Linked DNA regions of Mus musculus: region 2 is linked to region 1. Evidence: chromatin contacts called from public Hi-C data. All regions are on one chromosome and are shown on one strand. Each heading gives the region's core, a stretch centred on a gene start, on an enhancer-like site or on the middle of the called end of the contact. The rest is flanking DNA. Distances are from core to core; before and after follow the strand shown.

What was found. A called contact is a pair of places that touch in the nucleus more often than the background predicts.
Region 2: a contact with region 1 is called in a Hi-C map of cortical neurons, with 6 times the contacts expected there. The contact joins two enhancer-like sites. A contact is called at or near these places in 1 of 484 Hi-C or Micro-C datasets (cortical neurons) and 1 of 115 datasets of contacts at active chromatin or transcription factors (pancreatic cancer cells).

The regions. Positions count from the first base shown.
Region 1 is chr2:3,956,979-3,963,625 of GRCm38.p6, reverse strand. No RefSeq gene overlaps it. Among named protein-coding and RNA genes, the nearest start is that of Gm52545, 72 kb to the left of the region's middle. Within about 2 kb of position 5,040, at least 29 of the 459 cell types and tissues checked have an H3K27ac peak or open chromatin away from gene starts, as enhancers often do. A contact at or near this core is called in cortical neurons, where this site is marked.
Region 2 is chr2:4,489,163-4,496,613 of GRCm38.p6, reverse strand. The region is part of intron 4 of Frmd4a (FERM domain containing 4A); the gene reads right to left. The region is part of intron 3 of Gm39751 (a long non-coding RNA gene); the gene reads left to right. Among named protein-coding and RNA genes, the nearest start is that of Gm39751, 21 kb to the left of the region's middle. Within about 2 kb of position 3,588, at least 75 of the 459 cell types and tissues checked have an H3K27ac peak or open chromatin away from gene starts, as enhancers often do. A contact at or near this core is called in cortical neurons, where this site is marked.

The DNA of each region.
Region 1 (6,647 bases), core at 3,791-6,290:
ACACCCTCTCCCAGGTCCCTGATAACAGAAGAGCAGGGAGGATGGATGGTAAAACCACAGAATTGTGAGCTGTAAGAAGGGCTCTCCCTGACTAAGCCTGTGGAGGGTACCATCTCTATAAAGAGATTACTACAGTCACCACCTACAAGTCAAGGCTGCAGTGGAACTCCAGAGCAGACAGGGCTACTGTGACAGTGATGCACCTGCCAGTGCTTCACATAGAAGCAAGAAAAATGGCACTGGCCACCAGCAAAAAGAGAAGGGAGTGTCATACAGAATCAAGGAGAATACTGAAAACTAGGCATTAGAAAGTAAGACATCAGAGCATGTCAGAGGATCTAGAAAATCAGTGCTGTCCATTCTGGCCATGGGATGCTTCAGGTCTCATCATTTTCCTACCTAGACATTGATTGCTCAGGGCCAATGCAAATTTTCCCCTTGGCTGAGTGAGACCACCTTGGAGAAGACCATTTTTGTTCATATAGTGATCCAGGAATGGCAGGAGACATGACTGACAGTTCCATTGAGCTTGTATGATTAGGAAAAAGTCCTTCCCAAATAAACGCAGGGGCTGTCTGTTAAAGGGATATACAGCAGAAACACAGTAGTCCATACAAACAGTGGTCACTGTGTGCTAAAGGAAGGGTCCTTCCCAATGTTTTCCATACTCATGGACATTTTGAGATACTTTTTATGGCATCCTAATGACAGCCATTTATTTTGTGATCTACCATGAAAATAGATTCAGAAGAATAAGGGCAAGTGCTCATGGGTAGTAAGAAAATTCATTCCTGTCCTGAATATCAGAGCTTTCTATTGGTGTCTCTGCTGCACTTTAGTGACACCCAAGGGGGCTAAGTGTGGATGGTGAGTGTAAGCCTATTTGTCCCTCAAACAGAAGTTAGCAGCTTCATCACTGGCCCCAGTTGGCCATCCCTAAAGGAAGTCCTAAGTCACTTCTCTGTGGAACCCCACTAGCTTCCCTTGAATGTGAACTTCCTCACCACTGAAGAGTTAGTGTGATACATTTTTAACATTTTTTATTTACATTGGTGTTCTGCCTCCATGTAGGTTTGAGTAAGGATGTCAAATCACCTGAAACTGGAATTACAAACAATTAGAACAACCATGTGAGTGCTGGGATTTAAACGCCAGTCCTTTGGAAGAGCAGCCAGCCCTCTTAACAGCTATCTCTCCAGCCTTGTGTGATAACATTTTTTAAACAAGGGTATCTATTGCATCTGGATGAGATTGCTTTGTCCTCATGTCTAGAGAATCCTAAGTGTGTAGTTTTGATGTCCTTGTATGGATTACTGGATGGAGATGAGGAATCTCAATCTGACTCCCGAGTCTGTTCTGTTGACATTCAATTGGAGTACCTGATTCCTGTAGTAAATGTCCACTGGTCAGCAAATCCCAAGATCCTTAACGAGTACAAAGTGATCCAGTGAAATAGTGGACTTAACATTTTTGAAAGGAAGAGTAACATTTCTACTGAACAGGACAGAGACCTGACCAACACTCTCTCCTTGACCGATCTCCTTTAAGCTCTCAAGGTCCCTAAACTTGGGCTCTGTCCTTGGCGTTTTCCACCCAGTTTCAGCAATAATACTACTGTAACAGTTTGCCAAAAGCTCCTTGCTCTTTTTAAAGTTTTAATATATGTATTCATTTTTACTTTATTTATATGTAGAGTGTTTTGCTTACTTATATGTGTACCACATGTGTTCCTGGTTCCTGTGGAGGTCCAAAAATGGGGCACTAGATTTCCTGGGGTTGGAGACAATGGTGAGCTTCCACATGGGTTCTGGGCAATGAAGTCAGGTTCTCTATAAGAACAGCAAATACAGTTAACTGCCAAACCATCTCTTCAGCCTCCCAGCCCCCTCATACCCCTCACTGTCGATTTTGGTGAAATTCTTCCCCTGCTATCAACAAAAGCCATGCTGACTTGGCCTAGCAAGTACCTTTCAAGAAACAGGAACCCTTACACACTGCTGACAGTGCAGCCATTAGAAAATCTGTACAGAGGTTCCTCAAAACCCTGAAAATAGATCTATCATGTGATCCAGCTATAGTGCTGCTGGGTATTTGCCCAGGAGAATCTGGGAATGCAAACGATATACTCACTCCATGTTTACTGAAGCACAGTCAACAATGGCTAAGTGACATACTCTAGCTGCCCACCATCCGGTGACAAGTTAAAGGAAATGTGTCTATATATACAATAGCTTCATTCAGCTCCAAAGCTGAACAAAATTATGCCATTTCAGGAAAAAAATGAATTAGACTGTTATACACTGTGTGTGTGCTTGCGTGTGGGGGGGGGGGCGGGGGTCAGGGCATGCATGAAATCAGAAGGTAAACCAGAGAGACTAAGGAAATCACTGAGGAGGAGGTCTGGGAGTGAAGAAACAAATATGAAGTACAATTAGATACAATGCATATAATCTATTACTTTCTATGCTCACCAAAAATTATTCTATAAAGGACTATATATCCCAGGTAATGACTTAGTGTGTCCAGTGATGTTGTTTTCTATTTTAATATCATTTCTCTTTTTTATTAAAAATTTTCATAGAGTATTTTGATCATATTCTTTGCCTTCCTACAACTCCTCTCAGATCCTTCCCATATCCCTATCCATTACAATAGCAAAACAAAACAAAAAGTACACACACACACACACACACACACACACACACACATACACGCGCGCGCATGCGCACGCGTGCCCACATAAAGTTCATTTTGTGTCAGGCATGGGGCCTGCCCTGGTGCGTGGTTGATACACTTACTGACACTCCATTAGAGGAATCTAATTTCCCCTCCCCTGCATGGTATCAACTGTAAATAGCTTCTTGGTTAGAGATGGAACCTTATGTCTGCCTCCCCTTCTCAATGCAGGGATTTTGTCTGGTTTGAACCTCCGCAGGTCCCTGTATGCTGCCACAGTCTCCGTGAGTTCATATGTGTATCCATCCTGTTGTGTCTGGAAGACACTGTCTCCCTGGAATCATCTCACACCTCTGGTTCTCAGAATCTTTGCACCTTCTCTTACACTGAGATCCCTGTACCCAGAGGAAAGGAGTTGGATGAAGCTCTCCTGCTTAGGACAGCGATCCAAAGTCTCTCACTCTGCATATTCTCTGTCTGCTTGTGGCTGTCTCTGTGTTAACACTGCGAAAAGAAGCTTCTCTGAGGAGGGTAGGTCTCTTAAAATAACATCCCCTAGGCTTGCTGTTTCTTTCTTCTCCATAGTGACTCATCAACAGCCTCGCCTTGCCTTTTGGCTTCCAATGTTATTTGTTCTTGTGCTTGGGAGTAAAATTAGGTAGGCCTTTCTTTCGTCCTACAAAACCCCATTGTAAAACACACACAAACATTCACAGACATATACACACAAACGCACACATAACACCCTCACATACATACACAGATATACACATACAAACATATACACATAAACACGAATACATACACAAGCATACACACAGAACACATATACAAACATGCATATACACATAGCATATTCACACACATGCACACACACACATACTCACACAAACATGTACACACATAACATACTCTCACACACACATACTCACATAAACATATACACACATAACATACTCTCACACACACATACTCACACAAACATATACACACATATAAACACACAAACACACGCATACATACTTTGACATGAGTAAAACCTTTCTTAAAATGTTAAAAATAAATAAGGTTCCTTTAATGAACTCTTTCACTATCCCACCTGTTTTCTGTCACACTGTTGATAGATATACTTCTTAAAAACAAACTCAGGTTGAGGACGCAGGAAAGGAAATCAGAATTATTTGACTCATCACATGCCATCATATAATGCTTGAGCCATTGTTCCTTCTCCTAAGATCCAACATATCAGAGCCACTGCTACAATGAGTTTAAGCAACATGAAGAGTTAACCAGCAGCAGTTTCTTCTTGACCAGAGCCTGGGGCCAATGTCACAGGGATTTGTAAAATCCCCAGACCCTCCCCTAACATCAGAGTCACACAAATGCAGGCCAGCTTGCTCCCCTGTCATTGTCACACTTGAGTAGAAGACATAAGATGGCTGCCAGGTTTGGGCACCATCACATCCTTACCCTCTTTCCTGTGTAAGTGGGACCATTGCCAGAGTACATCTTTATCCCATTGGCTGCCAAAGACTGGCTGTTTCCGGGCTGTCTTGTAAGGTTTGAGCCACAGTAGAAGAGGGTGGCTAGACCACACATTACATATGTGTGATCCTGTGCTAGTGCCAATTAGCAGCATGTGTTGTTGATCCTATTTCAAATGTCAGCAGCATCATGGGATAGAGAGGATGGAGAGGTAATGTACAGGCAGAGTGCTATGTGCTATTGTTAGACAGGACTGTAGCCCATCCCAGGAACAGGGCTACAAGAACAAAGCCATGGCAGAAGGATGCTTGCAGGGTTAGAGAATTGTCTCCTACCTCAAACATATTGACAAGACAGGTAGTCTGGTAGTTCCACCCATGGGCTGGGAAATGGCTCCTCTGATTTTTCTGGAGTGTTCAGTCCCTAATGTTAGCGTAATCACCGCAGAAACAGCATCACAAAGAGTTAAATCTCAGAACACAGAACTGCCAGACATCAGGAGAAGAGAGGCAAGCAGACTGGTACTGTACGCCTAAAGAAGCAACCATGGCAAAGTTATACAAATTAGGGATCGCTTTCTGAGCCCACCCTCCTGAAAAAGACTATGGCAACAAAGAAACAGCTTCTGGTCTCTGACAGACACTGCAGTCTACTTCTGTGTATCCATCCTAGCCCCTTCATGTGTCTTTTTATGTTGCAGAGGCTCAAATGTCAAAAGCAACATTATTTCTGAGGCTTTCCTGCATCTGTGACCTTGGTGTGATTTTGGGTCCAAGCGATTCATGCCAGATATAAATATAGGATGATTATGAAGAGAGATGGGAGGGTGGCAATCTTCCATCTTGCTGGCACAAATCACGACAGACAGGATGACTCTACAACCAGGCTTCCTGCCTCCAAAATCTCTGCAGCAGAAGCAGCCACCTACCCACACTGTGCAGAGGCAGTGTGACTCCCAGGGATTCCCTGGTGCTGCTCAATTCCTGTCTGTTGCGGCCCACCAGCCGCTCACATGTCTGGGTTCTAGTCTGGAAAGGCATCTTGGATACTGGAAGAGAAGAGGGGGCTAGGCGGTGCGATAGAGATGGAACCAAGACAACCACTCTGATCAAGGTTCAATTTTACTGTTCCCGACACTGGGTTATGAAGCAGGGGAAGGGACCCATTCCAGCCAAATCATCCTGGAGTAAAGTTGCAGGTGACCACGTGTTTGGCTCCGGAACAGCAGGGCGGCAGGCAGCAGCAGTGGGAGTGGCAGAACGAAAGGGCGGCAGGCTCCGCCCCATGCTCTCTTCTTGCTCACAGTGAAACCTGAGCTGAGGGTGTGTGTGTGTGTGTGTGTGTGTGTGTGTGTGTGTGTGTGTGTTACACCTGTCCACTGGTTTCTTTGTAAGACATCTACATACTGTATCAAATCCTTCTGCTCCAGCTAGGTGAGATGGTTCGATATATATGAATTCTAATTAACACACTACTCAACCCATCCTCATTTCACCCCAGTTTTTAGGAGAAGAGAGAAGACACAATCTCTCTGTCTCTCTCTGTCTGTCTCTCTCTCTCACACACACACACACAGAGAGAGAGAGAGAGAGAGAGAGAGAGAGAGAGAGGGAGAGGGAGAGGGAGAGGGAGAGGGAGAGGGAGAGGGAGAGGGAGAGGGAGAGGGAGAGGGAGAGGGAGAGAGAGAATCTTTAAGATGTGTGAAGAGTCTGGTGTGAGGGAAAGGGAAGCCCTCACATTCCCTCATCACAGCAGTGTTGGCAGTGAAAGGTAAAGAAGTGGCCAGATGAAAAATGAGCCAAAAAAGACTTCTGCATATTTTTTTATACTTATCACATTTTCTTAATAAAAGAAGTATTCACATATTAGGAAATGTAAAAGCCTTGGAGATGAACTCTCTCCAAGCAAATTAGACTTAAGACTTTCTTCTATCTGAGGATTTTGCCTGAGCCCTGAGACCCCATGTTCTGATTGGATGTCATCCCAAGTAATACTGAGCAGAAGCAAAAGAAGAGATGGGGTAGAGCCTGAGAGCTGAGTGGCATTTGGATAGTCCTAGTCTCTGTGTCTTGTGCTTTTTCCTCTTGAGCATATAACCGAATATATACCTTATGACAGTTGAAACTAATTCACTTGAAGGTTAGAGTTCAGAAATCTGAAACTAAAGAGTTGGCCCCATGGTACCCTCTGATGGCTTTGAAATGGAAACCATTCCATGAATCTCTCCTAATTCCTGATGGTGTCCAAAAGGCCTTTGTGCTCCTTGGCCGATAGCAATGGGACACCAATCTCTAGTTGCACTGTTACCTGACATTCTTTCCATGGGAATGTCTGTGTCTTTTCTTCATATTAGAATTGTGGAAGGAGGGACCACTCTTAAAGGGGAAACTTCTGGTTTCTTTAGAAAGTCAGTTAAGTCAAGTGATGTTTTGCTGGGGCACACAAGTAAAAGGATATTTTGCTAAAGCAGCCACGTGAAAGAATGT
Region 2 (7,451 bases), core at 2,339-4,838, 530 kb before region 1:
TCTCCAAAGCTCTTTCAAGCCAAGTCTCCACAGACAGGTTGAACGTGGCTCTCACAGCGCTGCGTTAACTATGACGATGTCAGACTCTGAGCTGCCTTCTACTTCTCTTTCCTTACCTGATGTCCAATGTCTTGTTCTGCTATTTCTCTCATGTTACTTTTTAAAAATTGTAATCATTGTAGAGCTATGCTTTTAAAGGAGATCTTGTTCTGTTCAATGGAGCAGCAGGCAGTGGTCACCCGGCCCTCAGTGGCTTCTGATGTGCCTCCCTGAGGGTGGTGAAGCATGACTGAATCCCAAGGCACATGGCGAGGCTGGGAGAAGTGCTCTCAAGGCTGTGACAGGCGTGCATGCTAAGCCAAATGAGAACTGAATTCTTATCGGATGGAGTGTGTAAATTTCTCTTAAGATGAAACATGCTGACATTATTTAAGTCTGTATTAAACATGCCTTTATATACATCAATTCAGAGTTTATTAAATCCTTTAATCAGATAATGCGCCCGCCCGTTCGGTCTAAGGATCCATACAGGGTGTTTGAGGGAAACCCAGACTAGACTCGATGGGCACTGGTCCCTTGGATTTTAGGAAACAGACAGACAAGCGGGGTGCAGAGGGGAAAGTGGGCAAAATAAGAAGCAAATGCCCTGGCCATTCAGCACCATGGCACCCTGATGATGAGAATCCTGGAAGTCAAGCACCAGAGGTCCAACCTTGGCTATCTAATCCATGTGACTTACGGCATGACACGTCACTGTATCAGGCTTCTCTTTTTCTAACTGTAGAGAAGAGTGGGACTCGATAGATCTCCTTGTAAGAAGTCTTTTTATTTTTAGATACTAGGAATGAATTTAAACCAAAACAGCTTCCTCAGCCCCAACATCCACACCCTCATCATCATCACCATCATCACCATCATCATCATCATCTCAGCAGCAGCAGCAGCAGCAGCAGCAACAAGCCAAAACTGAATTTAGTGGTACACACCTGTAATTCCAGCTGTGGGAGGTCCCAGCTGGAGAAATGGAAGTTCACAGTCACCCTTAGCTACATAGCAAGAGCTACATCTGCAGCCTAGGCTACACAAAACCTTATCTCAACACACACACACACACACACACACACACACACACACACACACACACACACACACACAGACACACACACACACAGACACACACACACACACACACACACAAAGCAAAAATCTCTCCTCACAAAACCCAGGCCAGGCAGGCCAGTCTCAGAACCCTTTCTCTGGTCTGTAGACTAAGCGAGCAAGCGATGTGTGTGAAGAAGCTGCTCTGGTGACTGTGTGCAGGTGCCAGTGAACCTGGTGTCACTCAGAGACAGGCCGGTCACCTCCATCAACAGACAACAGCAACTCACTGCAAAGTCAGAGTTAGCAAAATTCCAAAGGGTTACTGAATGGTCCTCATGTGCAAAGCCTGCCAGAGGGGACTGGTCGTTCTCTAGCTGCGCTGTCGTTGTTAAAGGGCAGGCAGAATAACAAACTGGAAAGAAGAGAGAAAACGAGAGGAATAAAAGCAACACAGACAGGGAAGTACTTTGAAAATTGAGCTATTTCAGACTCCACAAATGTAGACTCAAATTATCACATAGTGGAAAAGTCACCGTTAGCCTTCGGGGGAGTCTGCTATTATTCTGGTACTGTGTTCCGTTTTGATAGTGAGACATGGACACAGTGGGGTAATGGCTGACTGGGTGAGTATGGGATTGCACTCCTGGAAGTTTATGCTGGCTCAGAGATCACCTGACAGCCGTGCTTCTGCCCAAGCCACCCCGCAGAGGACATTGCTATAGCTCCTGCTCCCCTACCCCCAGCTCCACCATATATGCAAGCACAGCCCCTCCCCTGAGCTCCTGGGGCACTGCTCAGTACACTTCCCTCAGCCCTGTCATTTCTGACAACCCAGGCCTCCAGGAGGGGTGGGGCATACCACTGTTATCTTTGTGCCTCTAGATCAAGTACAGAGCCTGACATAACTGCTAACTTTGATGCTCAGCTTTTCTTCAGTCTGTCCCACCTTGGTCAGAGTCCCTAAGGGGTAGTATGCTACTTTCTTGTCATTGTGAAGGAACACCTCACAGAAGCAATGAAAAGGAGGAAGGACTCATTTGGGGTTGATGTTTGGAGACACCAGTCCAGCGTGGCAGGGACAGTGTGGCAGCTGAGGGGGCTTTCAGAAAGGTTTGCTCATGTTTTCGTGGATGGTTTAGGAAGCACAGAGCTCAGGCTGGAACCAAGACAAATATATCCTCCAAGGTTTCCCTCCAGCAACCTGCCTTTGCTAGATAAGTCCCATGTCACAAAGGTTCCTCAATGTCCCCAAATGGCAGCACCAGTTGGGTCCGAACATTCAACAAACGTATGTGCGTGAGTGTGTGCGTGCGTGTGTGTGGATGTGTGTGTGTTTGTATGTCTGTGTCTTTCTGTATGTATATGTGTGTCTGTGTCTCTCTCTGTGTGTTTACACATGTGTCTGTGTGTGTATCTCTCTGTGTATGTGTGTGTGTATGTCTGTGTACGTGTGTGTCTGCGTCTCTCTGTGTATATGTGTGTGTGCATGTGTCTGTATCTGTGTGTGTGTGTATCTCTCTGTGTGTATGTGTGTGTGTGCCTGTGTCTGTGTGTATGTGTGTACATGTGTGTTTGTGTGTGTCTGTGCTTGTGTGTGTGTTTCTGTGTGTGTATGTGTGTGTGTTTGTATGTCTGTGTCTTTCTGTGTGTATATGTGTGTCTGTGTCTCTCTGTGTGTATGTGTGTGTGCATGTGTCTGCATCTGTGTGTATCTATCTGTGTGTGCGTGTGTATAATTCAGATTTAAGCCACATCAGCAGAGAAAGAGTAAGGACAAAGAAATAACAAATGATAAGCAAAATGTCATAAAACTTCAGGTGTGGGGTCTCACCCCCCAACACAGCCAGGTTTCAGGCTACTTCCTGTCTTTCCCTGTCTACACAGAAAGTGGATAAAGCATGGCTGCTGATTTGCTTGTCTCTTAATGACAAAAACCCACCAGTGACCTCCCAAGCCTGGCAGGGAAGGCTTATCGCCATAGTAATGTTTGAGTGGAAGCCCACGGGGTCTGAAATAGCCCAGTTTTCCAAGTCCTGTGTCTTTATCCCGTTTGCCTTAGTCCTCAACTAAAGCACAGAGATGTCCTGTGTACCCCCCTCCTCAGCCCCCCTCCTCAGCCCCAGGTTTCTCCTGAAGACTATCTCCTAAGAGCCCAACACTCCACTTCTCCCTTCCGCGCTGCGGTAATGGAGAAGTAAATGAGGCGGCAGCCCTGCTGTCTCAGGCGCCCGCTTCCGTTTTCATGGACGTCTACCATCTGGCAGTCAAGTCCAAGGAGGTGCAGAAATGACAAGCATGGCTAGGAGAGAGGTGGAAGGGAGGGAGAGCAAGAGAGGGAGAGCAAGAGAGGGAGAGGGGAGGGGGAGCGGAGGGGGAAAGGGAGAGAGAGAGAGAGAGAGAGAGAGAGAGCAATCCTCCTCTTGACAGAAATCGGAAAGCAGTTTCCTGTTAACCTTTATCACCAAGACAACAGACTGGAAAATCCTGGAGGCTTGGGGCCTGGCATGTGTTTGTTCATAACCTTGGGCGTTTAATTCATCCTGAACTTTCGATCTGTGCTAGGAAACTCTGAAGTGAAATGTCTGGATGAAAAGAGACCCGAGACATCTCTATTCCCACCCTGGCCGGGCACAAGGTTGAAGAGATTTCTGGGGAAATGAGGGGACTCGATGGTTTGCAAGAAAAGTTGAGGTTGCCCTTTCCTCTCTCCCCCTCCAAAAAACTAGGTCTGGTGCTTTTATGAACATCTGGTTTGTGGTCCTCTGTGTCAGTAGGGGGCACTGTTGCTCCTCCTTAACTGCCCATGTAGGGAAGGGATGGCTTCCTCAAACAGTTTACAAAGAACCTTCTGAGTTTCTGAGTGAGTCCAGGGAAAACAAAAGATGTATCTTCCGCTGCAAGGGTCTATACAGGCAACCCCAAGTCTGCTCGGCATTAACCGTATCTTTACAATGCGTGAATGTCTGGGCCTTGCTGGCTTCAAAGTCAGCCAGTTCATACAGCTAGTAAGCTACCCATGGCCATCAGAGCTCTAACTCTCAAATATGACTAAGGGGCCCAAAGTCTCACTTCTACAACCTCTACTGACTCTCAAATGCTGCCACCATCTCTTCTCTCATGGTCCCCTACCTTTCTGACCAGAGACATGTTCCAGATGACATGGGAAAGGCCCTAGGTTGGAAAGCCCATTGAAATCATAGTCATTTAAATTAGCCAATCCCAAGCCTGTTTTCCCAGCGCGGCAGTGGCTTTCCATAGAAAGCCCAGTAGAGGATACTGCCTTCTTTTCCCCCCTTTGCCTCCCAACTCTCCCGGCACCATGTGACATCACCTCTTCTCCTGGGCTCTGTCACAGGACACTTTCAACCCTTGATCTGTTGGCTTCATCATACTTGAACAGCAAGGCAAACCCCTCCCTGTGTGTGAATGCACTTGTGTCTGTGGAGGATAGAGGAGTGCTTGGCAGAGTCATCTCTCTCTGTCCACCACCTGGGTTCCAGGGAGGGAACTCAGGTCACCAGGCCTGGCAGCTGTCAGGCCCAAAGGAAACTCCATTTCCCTGAATTCTGGTGGCTAGACAAAAGCCAGCATTCCCCAGGAACCCATGAAGCTGCTTCCCTCTCTACCAAAGAGCCATCCCCTTATCACTGGCACAAGGCACACATCTGTGGTGCTTACTCATATACTAAAGTGCACGCTGGCTTCCAGGCTCCCAGCATCACAAGTACAAGCACACATTTCAGAGTCCATGCTAGCATCCTGGCTCTTCTCAGCGCTGCCTTTAGCTCATGGGCTTCCCTCCCCAGATACTCACTTCTCTTTATAGCCCTGCTATTTCAGCACCCCCTCTCCATTTTGCTCCATGTTGGTCTTCTCCTTCTCTTTCTCTCTCCTCTAACCCCATGGTCAAAGCCAGTCTGCTGGTCGTGTTCTATTGCCTTCTCTGCTCTATGCTCTTCCAGATGCCTCTGGCTGTTTTCTTCCTCACACCTATAATAAACCCTTCCCCTTAACCATACCTTTGAGCTGGCCATGCCCTCAGCTTATTCAGTCTTACTCCCCCCCTCCCCCGCCCCGCGCCAGTCATTTCTCCAGCCCACAAAATGTACATATTAAAATAAGTTATTTTCCACACACACCAGGGATAATCTTAGTGCTTTCTTCTGAGCTGAAAGGAGCAACCGTCTAGGCTGAGGTCAAAGCCAGCCAGAATGGTAACCTCCAGGAGCCATGTCACACCCACAGCAGCTCAGAGGACTCGGGACTCAGTATTTTATCCTAGTCTGAAGTTGAGGTATGTACTCCATTCTGGTTGCTTGAATGATTATACATCTAGACCTGCCTGCAGCCTTGGGGAATGGCATCTCTTTTTTACCTCACAGAGGCTATGAGCTAAGGCTGTAACACACTGACCTCTATCCAGATGACGTCAGCCAGCGAGAGCTCTGCCAGGCCCCTGCCCTGCTGCCACTCTTGCAGCTAGCTACCTCTTGGCACTTGGGGAACCACTGAATATTTACAGCAAATGTTAATTAAACGGGCCAGTGGTTTCATTTTGTAATGAACACAAATGTCACATTTGGAACGCTGACTTTCGGTGGTGAAGAGGGGGTGATAATAATGTGGATGGTAAGCTGTGGATTTCTGCAGCCAAGTGCCTCTGATGCTTAGGATTTCAGAGGCTTTACTTTGTAACCAGGGACCCAGCTGAATTAAGGCAAGGTCGGGTTAGCTAGGCACCTCCAATAAGACACCATTGTCCTTTCAAGGAACAGGAAGTAGCAACTATAGTCTCAATCACGGAGAGAGACATCTTCAGGGCCAGAGAATCTTCTTCTAGATAATAGCCAGTCCCTTGTTGTCGATTTCCTATTGTTTATTTCAGTTTGTTGTTCATAAAACTCAAGGTCTAAAGAGATAAATCTAATATTTATTCTCCCACAAACACAGCGGCTAAATTTGGGGATTTAACTGAATACACACTTCACGGCACTCTCCTGATATGTAGGAATTTTTCCAAGCACAAATCTGGGCCCACAAATATGCATAGACTTCCTTGGCTATGTAGCTATGTTTTCCTCCCATTTCCTTTTTCTGGACCCGTTTTATTAGATTGCCAGACCTTGTCTTACAGCAGTCACAATGGCTGGGCAAGCTCTTGATTAGCATGGTCAGAGGGGAGCAGGCAGAAGTGAAGCTGAACAGGTAGGTGGAGGTACACGCTAATGATAATGGGGGATCATTAGCATCGAGCATTCTAGAAAGGTGCCCAATGGCAGCAGAGGAGGAGGGGTGGAGGGCCAAGGCCAGAAGCAGAGTTGAGCAGAGAGAACAAAGCTCTGGGAGTGGGTTAGAGAAGCAGGTAGAAATTGCAGCCAATGGCGCATGCTTGGCAAGTGGGGTGGGGGTAAATCTAAGATGCAGAAAAGTAAAAGCAGCAAGAACAAGAAAGGCACGGGTGGAAGGGTGGGCCGTGGGCTGATTCTCAGGGACCTGGGTTGTGGAGGGGAGGCGCTGGTGTAGGAGCATCCGTGTCAGTTACAGGGATGATGGACTGCTGTGGAACATGTGTGTGAGGGGCAGGAAAGTAATGACGTCAATGGGTTTAGGCTGCACTCCGATGCATAGCCATAGTAGCTGAGGGGACCCTGGGATATCGACAGAGGTCAGGGATGGTGAGTGGGGGTGGAACTTTCAGTGAAGTGAGGGTACTGGGAGCCAGGGACGAGCATGCACACACACACTGGAAGAGTAAGGGGAGAGACAAGTGAGGGAAACACCAACATGGAGCCGAGCAGGGGAGCCTGTGGCAGAGCCATGCACGGAGACAGAAGATTCGGATTAGAACCTCACAGCACCACAGACTTGAAAGCCCAGCAAGGTAAGCTTGGTCAGCCACAGCCAGGGCCACAGAGGGCCATGTCAGAGGGGCGGACGGCTACAAGCTGAGAAAGCAGTGACACACGTCATGAGGGAGGGAGCAGAGAAAGAGCAATGGCTGGGTGCACCATGGGAGAGGACTTCCTTCAGGCAGTGAGAGAAGATGTGCCCCTAATGAGGATGAAGCCAGGATGAAGTAGCCGAGCAGTGAAGAGCTCTGAGGCAGGGGGACAGCTGGAACCTAAGTGCTTGCTGCAGCTTTGGTATTATTGAACGAAAAGGGAAGAGTGACTTCAAGAGGATGAAGCAAGTCTTCTGAAGGATGTGTGTACATGAATATGTATTTGTGTGACTTTGAATATGATATGTGTATGTGGTGATTGTATCATATTTATGTGCATTTATCTGTATGTTTTGCATGTGTGTATGTTTGTGTGTATGTGTAGGTGTTGTACATATGCATGTTTATA